2 separate regions of the Manis pentadactyla genome follow, and region 1 is linked to region 2. The links are chromatin contacts, called in public Hi-C maps. All regions are on one chromosome and are shown on one strand. Each heading gives the region's core, a stretch centred on a gene start, on an enhancer-like site or on the middle of the called end of the contact. The rest is flanking DNA. Distances are from core to core; before and after follow the strand shown.

What was found. Hi-C and Micro-C count contacts between places; a contact is called where the count stands out from the background.
Region 1: a Hi-C map of skin fibroblasts shows a contact between it and region 2, with 4 times the contacts expected there. The contact joins the promoter of LBH here to the promoter of LCLAT1 in region 2. A contact is called at or near these places in 2 of 3 Hi-C or Micro-C datasets (fibroblasts and skin fibroblasts).

What each region holds. Positions count from the first base shown.
Region 1 is chr2:212,287,605-212,293,092 of mManPen7.hap1, forward strand. LBH (LBH regulator of WNT signaling pathway) reads right to left here and starts at 3,414. Exons shown (of 3, transcript XM_036903612.2): 1 at 3,151-3,414; 2 at 548-650. The coding sequence starts at 3,176.
Region 2 is chr2:212,082,777-212,088,760 of mManPen7.hap1, forward strand. It overlaps LCLAT1 (lysocardiolipin acyltransferase 1), which reads right to left and starts at 1,278. Exons shown (of 6, transcript XM_036903613.2): 1 at 1,003-1,278.

The sequences.
Region 1 (5,488 bases), core at 2,164-4,663, 210 kb after region 2:
GGAAAGGGCTCCCCAATTCTAAGTAGGCCGAACATTAATTCTGTTAGAATCAGTTGGTCAACCATCAGCCTGAGGAAGAAGGTGGCACCTGACCCAGCTATTCGCCCAGCAGACCATCCTTTTCCATAAGCCACCCCTCACAGCAATGTTTCCACTGCCCAAAGAATGGCTGGGGATGGAAATTCTGGTCTGAACTGACTGCACCTATCAAAAATCACTTCCCCCTTTGCCAGCATGAATGGGAGAGTCTGCAGCAGCTAGGATGACTAATTAATATATCGACTCACACTTACTAAACCCTTACTGTGTCCCAGGTGCTGTGAATGCCTTTTACACATCATCTTATGTTGAATCTTCACCACAACTCTCTGAGGTAAGGACTATTGTTGCCCCATTTTACAGACAAAGAAACTGAGGCTTACTGGCATTAGGGGGCTTTTCCAAGGTCATATAGCTCTTTACACTTGGATGCAAAACAGACTGCCTCCAGCCCCAGCAAAAGCCCCCAGGTTCTACAGAAACAGAAGGAATCTAGTACTGAACTCACCTGATAGGAAAGTCCATCCTTTCGGGGATTGAGGCCAATCTCCTCCATGGATGGGGTGTTCATCATCACCTCAGTCATCTCGGCCGATCTCAGATAGTCAGGGCTGCCAAGAAACCCAGACCAAAAGTCAACAAACATGCACTTTCACATTCCTACACTCGGTGCATTCTGCTGTTAGATCAGGGGACTGTCTGGAGGCAGGATGAAAGGCGGTCAAAACAGAACTCAGAAAAACAAGCTCACACCCTGAGGAAGCACCTTATATGCCCAGTGCATCAGAGCTCTCGGCCTTCACCAATGATGCCCACCTGAAAACCTCTCTGGAAAACTCCCTTTCTCCCTTCTTCTCCTGTACAAGTCCCCATTGGCAAGAAGCAACTCTGGATTTTCTTGTAAGTGACAGAAGTAGGAAAATTCAAAACAGGAGGTACCTGAGTCCATCTGTCTATATCAAAAACAATTCATCCCATCTCTAGAGGAAGTGCATATTGTTATTACATCCAACAGGTCAACCTCAGGGAAACCAAGTCCAATAACACTACCTTCCTAAATTTCTCTCTGTGTCTCTGGTATTCCTTTTTGCAAATGTCTCACATAAAACCCCAAGGGGTCAGCTTTCTGCAAGCTACACATCTGCCATCCAACCCCTTTTCTAGCCCAGCCACAGCAGCTGCAAGCTCACAGCTTGAAAACCATCCCCGGTATTAAAAACCTTAAGGATGCCTGGACTCTGAGTGAGAAGGAAATTTCCAGAGGGACCAAGCTGGCCCACCAATGGCTGACATGTGAACGTGCTTTGTACTCTGTAAGCACTATACAAACGTTCCGTTATCCTCACAGAAGCCACGGGCACCTACCGGGTCTGGAATGTATAATGCCAAGTGGTACATACCAAAGTCAATGTACTCACTACGCAACACCCAATATTTTCACCATTATACCGTTATCCGTGGTTTAAAAAGGTGAAGTAAGCTTTAGGAAAACAGGGGTACCAAATTCTTCTTCATTTTATTGTTATTACCTAGAGAAGAAATAGCACTGGATTTGGAAACAGAAGCAAAAGTTTCCAGTCCCAGCACTGCCACACTCAAGTACTGTGTGATCTTGGAAAAGTCATGTAACCTCTCTGGGCCACGAGTGCTCTCTTTGTCATCATGACGCTAATAATGCATATCTCACAGTTATGCTAAAGAGCTCATCTCTGGCCACACACACACAAAAGCATTGCAGACTATGAAGTGCTAATCAATTATTAAATAGTCCCAAATTATTTTATTTCCCTTAATTTCTTAGGGGATAATAACCTAGATGGGCCCTAATCTCGTTCAAGTTTTGGGCGGCCAGGGACACAAAGCCTCCAATAGCCTTCAAGGCCATACCGTATGGCACCTGGCTGCTCACACACCACGGAGGTGGGAGGGAAAGGCGCGCATAAGGAGGGGGCTATGCAAGCCTGGGGGTGGGGGTGAGTGGATTTTTAGTTTGTTTTGAGAGTTCATCTCTAAACAGAGTCGGGATCAGGGAGGGGAGACTGAGAGAAGATATGCTAAGCTTCCAGGCAAGTTTAGGTTCCAGAGCCAGGACGTCTAGGCAGCTTCTTCTCAGGTCCTTGGAAGGCGGCTGCCCACCGCGGAGAAACGGCCCCCAAGAGCGCCCACAGGTCTCTCCAGGCTCTTCGCCTGGGGTAGGGGCGCTGGCTCCTCGCTCGGGGCTGTGGCGCCGGCCGGAAAAGTTGAACCGAGAAGCATGAACTTTCCGGTTCCTGGGCTGAACAGAACCGCACTGAGCTAAAGCCTGGCGGGGCCCGGCTTCCCCGCGCCCGCACCTGAGAACGCGCTGCTGGGCCGCCAGCGCTCGCCCCCGGCCGCTCCTCCTCTTCCCCGGCGCAGAAAGGAAGCTGCAGCCGGCGCGCAAGTCCAAGTGGCCTGCCGCGGCCTCTCTCTGCCTTGAGCTCGGCGCCCGCGGCGCATCCCTCCCGCCCCGACTTCCAGCGGGCCCGGAGAGGGCAGCTCCTCCCCCGGTGCCCCTACAAGGGCGCGTCGGGTTTTAGGGGGCTGCGGAGAGGAATGTGATCCGGAGGGTGCAGCGCATACTTCTGCCGCTGCTTGTGGCTTTAGTCGGGTTTCTCGTGGGGAGAGCGTTTTCCCCACCCCGCGGAGCTCTGCAAAAGCCGCCGCTGCATCAGCTCAACCCCCTGCCGCCCGCCTCGACGCCGAGACTTGCAAGCAAACAAAAAGAAAAATGGGAGGGGCCCGGGGAGCGCTGGAGCCCCCTGCGCCAGGCAGGGCGCGCGCCTCCTGCAGCCCTCCGCAGTGGGGATTTCATGAGCGGGGTTCCAGCTGGATCCCTGCTTCTCCCCTCATCTCCCCACCGCCACATACACACCCTCCCAGCCGTCACTTAGGTGAGGGCTTCGAGTTCACTTCCTTTGTCTGGATATTCTCAGCACCGCCGCCCCCCACCCCCACCTTTGCAACCTTGACGTTGACTCCTGCACGGGCTTGGGCGGCGGGTCCGCGCGGGCGCCCGCGCCGCCTACTGCCCTCGCACCCGAGCCGCCACGGCCTCGAGACGGATGCCCTCCGAGGGCACAAGATACTCACCAGTGAATGGGGAAATACACAGACATGAAGTCCTAGGGGAGGCTGACCCACGCCCTTGTGATTTAAAAACGGTCACTGCGTCCCGAGTAAGGATGTCACGGGCGCAGACAGGCGCCGCAGGCAGGGAGGCAGGCGGCCGAGCGCGGGCACGGGCGTTCTCCGGTCCGCCTTCCGGAGACAGCCCCACTGCCAGCTGCGTCGGCAGAACTGACGGAGCCCTCGGTGCTCCACCGAGCTCGCGGCCCCACAAAGAACCCGGGAAGCGGTATTTATAGGGGCGGAGGCGGGGCTCGGCCCCAGGAGGCTCCGCCCTCTCTCGCCCACTCCTGGAATAACGTCACCAAAATCATGAATGGTTTCAGCGCTCTTCTCTCCTGCAGGCGGCTGCTCGGGGGCGAGCTCGGCGCAGCTCCCCGAAGGCAGTGGTTTGCTGCGGCTTCTAGTCCTGCTCCCACCCCTACTCACACGCGCAAAGGCGCGGGGACACACGCGCGCGCACACACGCACGCACCGGGGCTGGAGTTCAATGTCAACGCCGCTTTCTGCTTATAAATCAGCCAGCGCCGGCGCCCCCCTTCTTGAACACAGCCCCGGGAACTCGCGGGCGGAGGACGATGGGCATGAGGAGGACGCTGAACCCTCTCCGGACGTGACCGCTTGGCGGCCGCTTTGCTGCGGGGAAGGCGCCATCCTTCACCTCGCAGCCTGGCGCCCGTGCCCTCCTTTGCTCCCACTCGCGGTCTCCAGTCCACATCTCTGGACCCCTCTTCAGCGTTCACCCCGCCAACTAGGCCTCTCCCTGGTATTCTCGCCTGCAGCACCCTGATCGCCACGCCTCAGGCGCGTCCCTTCTATCCCCAGCAAGCTGACTGGAAAGAGAGCATCCCTGAAAAAAGAGGCGGTGGGAAGGTGGGAAAGGCTTAAGAGATGGGCGGACCGAGTGCGGGGGTCCCGTTAGCTTGCAAGTGACTGGTCTGCAGCCCTGGGATCCGTGGAGGGCTTTATTTGTGTGAGAAAGGATGTGGTGTCGTAGGGTTTTTCCACAGGACACATACACACACCGCCGGCAGTGCAGACAAGGGGTGCCGGTAGTACTGCAAAAGCACACAGCCCCAGCCTTGGGTCCCAAGTCTGCTCCAAGAAGGGCTTCCGGAGAACCCCTCCTTCCCTGCCCAGGAATGGCAGCCCTTGGGGTCTGTCCAGGCGGTCAGTCTGTGCACTCCCCAGAGCCGGGATGGGAGTCTGCCCCTCTGGCTGGAGCCCATTGCTTCACACCTCTGCTTCAAAAGCTCCTGCAGAACAGCTTTATAACCCTGACCTACAAGTTTACTGAGGACAGAGGAAGTTGTGGGGGTTGGGGGAAAGCTATCCACAACTTGGCAAAATTAAATGTACTTTGAAATCAGTCAGCTCTTAGAAAGCTCTTAGTCAATGTATTGAATGCATATATATATATATATATGATTAAAAGTAGAAATACATAAGCTTATCTCAGGTAAAGGATAAGATTAATGGTGAGGGTTTGACCATGAGGAGGCCTTATAATTTTCATTAGCTCTCCCAAGCCAACCCAAATAAAAATAATTGATAAGAATTGGTAAGAAAAATGAAGAACAATTTTGCTATTTTTAGGCATTCAGACCTTACAACCTGAGTAAAAACAGTGTACTTCCTATGAAAACACAGCTTCAAGATAACCCCCAGTTGCTCCCTCCAACCAGAGAAATTTAGGAGCCTCTCTCCACCTGCACCCCAGAAAACAAATCAGAAATTGATTTGTGCTGTTAAGTACTACCTCCATTCTGCTCCTCTGGAGATGGTGGCCTGGCTGGAGGACCGTGCTTCTACGGACAGGTGTTAATGGGGGATGCTCCAGGTGTGGAGCGACTGCTAACAGAGGAGGGCTGTTTGTGCCTTTTGCATTGGGTGGAGAAGCTTCTCGAAAGCTGGGGTGTGACGGGTTGTCAGCTGCATGGCCAAAGAAATCGATGTTTGGAGAGCTGGTTTCCAGGCTAGGACTTTTCAGAGTCTGAGCTAGGCCCTAAGTAATCAGAACTGATATCTTTTGCCATTTCTCCCCAGTAGCAATCTCTGGCAAGGCCTAGGATAAAAGACTACCTCACCACCTTGACACACCAACAGCCCCATGTTACACATTTGTGATTATTGCTTTGTGAAACTTTTAAAACTCAGAAAGCTACCTGCCCAACACAGCCTCCACCCCCAACACACACACACACCCTTTAAATGTCAAGATGGCCTCATTTTGGAGAAAAAGGTGAGACGTATGGCTTCCGTCAGCAGATATCTGACTACCTGAAAAATTCCTTTACTGGAG
Region 2 (5,984 bases), core at 28-2,527:
TAAAACCTTTATTTAAAAAGCGTAATTTTTTAAAAGAATATTATTTTTACTTTCAAAAATACACATTTTGTAAAAAGGACTTTCATCAAGATGGTTTTTTAAAAAACTAATCCAACCAGTTGTATTTCATGATATGTCTTTGCCCAAATAAGTGACTGGCATAGTTAAATTTCATCTGTAAGACCTTCACCAATACTTCTTCATTACTTCCCTGGGCTTGAACTGAATCTCAGACTTCACTCTCATCATAACCACGTGCACCTACAGTTAATGAACTTTGAAGATACAATGCTCCCGGGGAATCTACCTGAACCAGGGTAGTACAACGCAGAAGCAAAACGTCTCTACAAGGACACCTAAGTGCCCTAACTTTTTATTCCTTCTCTCCATTTAGGCAAGTAGTAGAAGCTAAGATGCCTTAATGCGCAGACCTAACATTAGCCCCTAACATTACCTTTCCTTTTGTAGGTGTCACTGTGGCACCTACAGGCAGGCTCTGACTCCTGGAGGACACACAGCTAAGGCAGCTCCAGTCCCTGCCCTCCAGAGCTCACATCCAAGCCTGGCACCTGGCGGCCTCTTGGGATGTTCCGCACATCTAACAGTGGCAGAGCTCAGAATATACTCAGGGCGGTGCAGTTTCCAGACCCGTCCTGGTGTACAGCAGGAAAATCTTGGTAGTAATCTAAATACCTAGGGCCTCCTGGCCCTCCTCGGCCCACGGCCATCTCGCCCTCGCCCACAGGGCCTGCATGGCCCCGCAACCTCTCAAAGCCCCTACCCTTCGGGAGTCGCTTCCCCGCACCACCTCCCACCTAATCCAGCGACACCACTGCGTCCGGACCCCAACTCCCAGTCAGGTGATATTACCGAGGCCACAACCCGGGTAGGCCTGCGGCCCAGGCGGAAAAGCCCGTGGGGCTGCTTCGCGTCCACCCACTCGGGGATTCCCCCCGCGGCCGCCGCCATTTTCCGCACGCCATAACCTGTAACGCCTCCCACCTGTAACGAGCAGGAGACAACGCACGACTCCGCGGAGGGGGGCGCGTGGGCGAACTGGAGAATCCGTCGCAGGGATGGGGGGGGTCGCAACCTCCAGGCAGAACCCGCCGCTAATTCATCCCAAAGCGAGGAGGTGTTTGGCGTGTCGCCCTAGTAATGCGTCCGGCCAGGCTTTATACTGATTGGCTGCGAGCGCCGTGACGCGCAGCGTCGCTGGCTGCGTGGGAAGCCCGGGTCTCCCGCAAACTGCTCCAGCAGCCCTGCTTCGGGGGAGGGGGGCGGGCTCCCGGGGCTCCCTCGGTCGGGAGCTACCTTAAAGGGGCCGCGCTTATTTCCGTGAGTGTCCTCTGGGAGGTGCGACGGAGGGAGCCAAGGGGTTAAGGACAGGAAACAATAGAAATGGGAACTCACCGAGGGCATCATCCCAGGGAACCCAATGGCCCGCCAAGACCCTAGAGTTTCAGAATGGCAAACAAAAATCTGGGAGGTGTAAGCCTAATTTACTAGCCTGAAGTCACAAGGTAAATCAGTAGTAGAACCAGTTGTAGAACTTAGGTGCTGGATGCGGGACGCTGACCTCACCCTAAGAGGCGCAGTAGTTCCCAGTACAGGGAAAGCTCCTTCCTCTGAGCACCCACAGCCCTTTCATCATACCCCTGGAAAGAGGCATTCGTTACTTCCTATCATGATTTGTCTACCCGCTAACCTGTTAGACTCCAAAGCTCCCTTAACAGTGGGGACCTTTAAACCTCTTTTCCTTTCCTGCACAATGCTTTCCTTCTGCCGGCCTTCAACAACGATTCACTTAATAAAAATCTTAAAAATAATAAACATAGCCACATATGACTGTTAAAAAAAGAAACAAGCCCAAATGGAGTTATTTGCATCACCAAACCAAGAGTTAATTACAGTTTCAACCTATTCCAGGAATGTGACCTTTAACCAGTAAATCGGGAATTTTCTGGTCAGCACCCTTAAGGTGAACTCACAGGAGCCCTCTCTGTCAGTCAAAAGGATGAGGTCATCTGCAGGATAAGATTATCGAGTTCTTTTTCCCAAGGGAAGATGAACTTGCCTGAAACAATCCTTTCTTTTTTGCAATAACTTCTTGTCCCACCCTCCTTCCTATAAAAACCTACCATCTCTATGCTAGGTGGGATAAGGCCAATTTTAGCTTCACATTTACTTGATTGAATTTTGTTTTTTAACATCACACTTCTAGTCACTCATGAGTCATTCACATATGTTTATTGTATTATTCATTTAGTTAACAAGAGGGGATGAATTTTTTATAAAAAGTACAAAACTGACCGCGTAAAAATAATGAACATCTAGGTTGGGGATACATAGCTTCAGTATAGCTAAATTACACTCCAAATTCTCTGAATCAAAAGTTCCTGTGCTCCTTCACTAAATCAGCTTCACACCCTCTCCAATTTTGGCCAGAAATACTGAAATATTTAAGGAGCGCTAAATTGCATCAGAAAATGAGGGCAAGCAACAGAGGGAGAGGCCAGCACACAAGCTAGCACTGCCAGTTATCCCTGTGACCATGGTGGCCTTATTTTCATCTCTGAAATAAGATTCCTAGATCTCTAGATTCTCTTTTTCTCCTACTCCTACAAGTTTTTTATTTTCTTGATGTCAGTGACTAGGGGAAAACCCCGCTGGAGATGGGTTTTGAAAGCAGGGGTTATGTAATAGTTTATCTTTGCATCTATAATTCCTTGAACAGACTGCCAACTGAACAAGAGAAGACTGCATGTCTGAATATTGCCGACCTTGAATAAAGGTTAACTGACTTTCAACTGATTTGAATGAATCATCTTGGTTTCTTTATTTCACGTCCTAGCCTTTGGCCTTTTGGGGGAGTGTAGTGGTGGGACCTGAAGAAAAAGTTCAGAAGTGTTGAGTCTGAGGACAGTGCTCGCTCCTTTTTATCCAAAATACTTCTGACACCCATCACATGTGGTTTTTTTCACACCAAGAAATTCTCCAATTCTCTGTCAACACCAACTGGATGTCATACAATTCAATTCAATTCTGACACTACTCAGTTTGTGCAGACCCCACAGGTTAAGAGCTCAAACCCAGAAGACTGCCTCCCACTTCAGACACCAATCAAGACTAGATGTCCAGTATTTCTGACCAATCAGCTATGAATTGGGGGCTCCTATAAGCCCCCTGCCAGGGTTCTCTTTTGTGAGAACAACTTACAGAACTGAAGGACAACACTTTACTTAACATTTACTGGTTTATTATAAAGGTCACAACACAGGAATAGCCTAATAGAAGAAATACAAAGGGCAAGGAATGGGTAGGTGGGAAGGGGCGCAAGCTTCCATGATCCCTCCAAGCATGCTACCCTCCCAGTCACTCAATGTGTAAACCAACCTGGAAGCCCCTGGCCCCAATTATTTAGGGTTTTCATGGAGATTTCATTACATAAATATGACTGATTTAAGATTTAATCATTAGCCATTAGTGATTAGCTTAACCTCTCTCCCTGAGATAGGAGAGTGAGGTTGAAAGTTCCAATCCTCTAATCACTTGGTTGGTTCCTCTGGCAACCATGCCCCATGATCCAAGAGCCAACTCCTTAGAATAAACTCAGTTTGAAAGGGACTTGTTATGAATCATAAAAGATCCTCCTATCCCCTTCCCACTCAACAAAATACAAGGATTTTAGGAGCTCTGTTCTAGGAATGAGGACAAAGACCAAATATATATTCTTATTGTATCACAATATTACAGAGAGTACAAAGAAAAAGACTGTAGGACAAACCCAAGGATTACGGTACCAAAGCACCCTGGCTAGATCCCACTGAGACGTAAGACATGAGCCCAAACCGTCTTGCTGCAATTTAGCTAAACGTATGCTCTGGTTATGCAGCAGTTAAGGGGACCCTCCTCCAAAGTGTGGACGCCCACAGCATACAGCAGACCCTCTGTAGATTTCCTGTGGTATGGATCTGCTGGAACTTCCCACACAACCACTCATACTGTAAGCTCAGCCTGCTGCTTAAAATACATGAACTTATAATACAGTTGGATCATAAGTGTCTCTGCTCATAAACTTTACAGTTTAGGTAAATACAAAAAAGTAAAGAGTTCCAATTGTGTAGAAGTCACTTTTGTCCTACTTTTGGCTATAACCCTACTAATAATTTATTGACTCTTGGTAAAGACAATCATTTGCACTAGGAAGGAGACCCGCTAGCTAAAACTGTTCTTTAACTCTAAGCACTGGTGGAATAAGTTTTCTTAGATTCTCCCCAGTAGAATTTCCCTGAAAAGAATCCCATCACCAATCCCACCTCTAGTAAAAGACTATTTAAATAGTATAAAGTAGTTCAAATTCCAGCTTCTTCCATTTACAGGTTATGTGGCCTTAGTCAGGTCTTGTAATCTCTCTGACACTCAAATTCCTTCATCTGTAAAATGGGGAGGATAATCTTTCCCTTTAGAATTTTTGTAAAAGAAAGGAAATTTACTTTGTAGTAAGCTCTTGTCCTGTACCTCATTTATAGTTTAGTTCCTCTCAAGCAGAGTGTTAAAGTCACACATAGGCTTGGAAGCCAAACAAATCTTAATTTGAATCCTATTTCTGACAGTTGATAAATTGAAAATTTGGTGAAGCCACTTAATTTTCCTGGGTCTCAGTTTCTTTTCTGATAAACTTAGCTAGGATTCATGAGCACATTGAGTGAAATAACAGTAACCTGCATTGATGGAGTTGTCACCATGTGCCAGTTACCACATAAGCCCTTGTGCACATCACTGAATTCTCAGAATATCCCTTCGATGGATGGGGATGATGCGATTTAGGAAGGTCACAGTCTTGCTGCCCGTGGGTGGCAGAGTCCCACCCCATTTTCCTAACTCTTCTGCCCAGCTATACTAAAATCTCTTTGGGGATCATTAGCACATGAGACAAAAATCCTCATAATTTGTGCTCAGTCTCTTAGGTCTCTAACCCAGAACCTTTCCTGTCTCCCATTTTCCAAGCTTGCTCCTTCCAGGCCCCTGACCAGCCAGCTAAGCCACTTGTCAGTGTCCACGTATTTTTTTCTCTTGAGCCAATTTTGTCCCACACGAAATAGATGGTGGGGAACACTGGCCTGAAAGCGCCTATTGGGAAGATGACTCTTACCCTAAGTAGGTCTGCAGCGAGCAGCAATCCATTTTCCTCTTGCATCCACAGACCAAGCCTATTGATCTTCAACCACGCTCAGGTTTTGCCTCCTCTATCGCTAGTCAAGGGAGTTCCTCATGGATTAAAGAGGAGGCACTAGCACAACAGCAGGAGGAGAAATGGGGATCTGGCCTGTTTCCTCATGCAGCTTATGTGTGTCCTCTGGGCCTGCTCCAACTCAGTTTTGGATGTACCACTTCCATTTTAAGAGAATGCCGTGCTGCTAGGCCCACCTACACTTACAAGCTGATGGATCTGATTTTACCCAATTCAAGCTTTGAACCAGTTTGAGTTGCACCATCACTTGATGCCCCCTGGTCAGATGCTCAGGTTCAAATAGGGCTCAGATTCAATTAGATGCTTTTCAGATGTGTATGGTTCTCTCCTGCTCTCTGCAGGGCCATACTCCAGAACCCAAGAGGGCTGCACTGGAACTGATCCTGGGACTTGCCACAGGCTCCATGAGGCCTTTCCTCTACCACAGATCCCTCTAGTTTCATGAGATTTTTCAGGTGATGTAGCCCAGGTGGTAGGGCTGCCAGTACTGCAGGCTGGAAAAGCCGCAGACCTGAACCCTGCTTAAAACTCATCACTTTCCTTATCAACCTGAAGAGATCTACCAAGTGTCGTGCTTCTCTCTTCATGGTAGAAGACGCAAGGTGCACTTATTTGTCCTTGACTTTGGAGGAAATGTCCTGACAAGCCCAGACTGCTGGACCCCTTCACCCACCTAACAAGGTCTGCACTTTAGACAACAGTATTGTACCAAAGTTATTTTCTGTGTTTT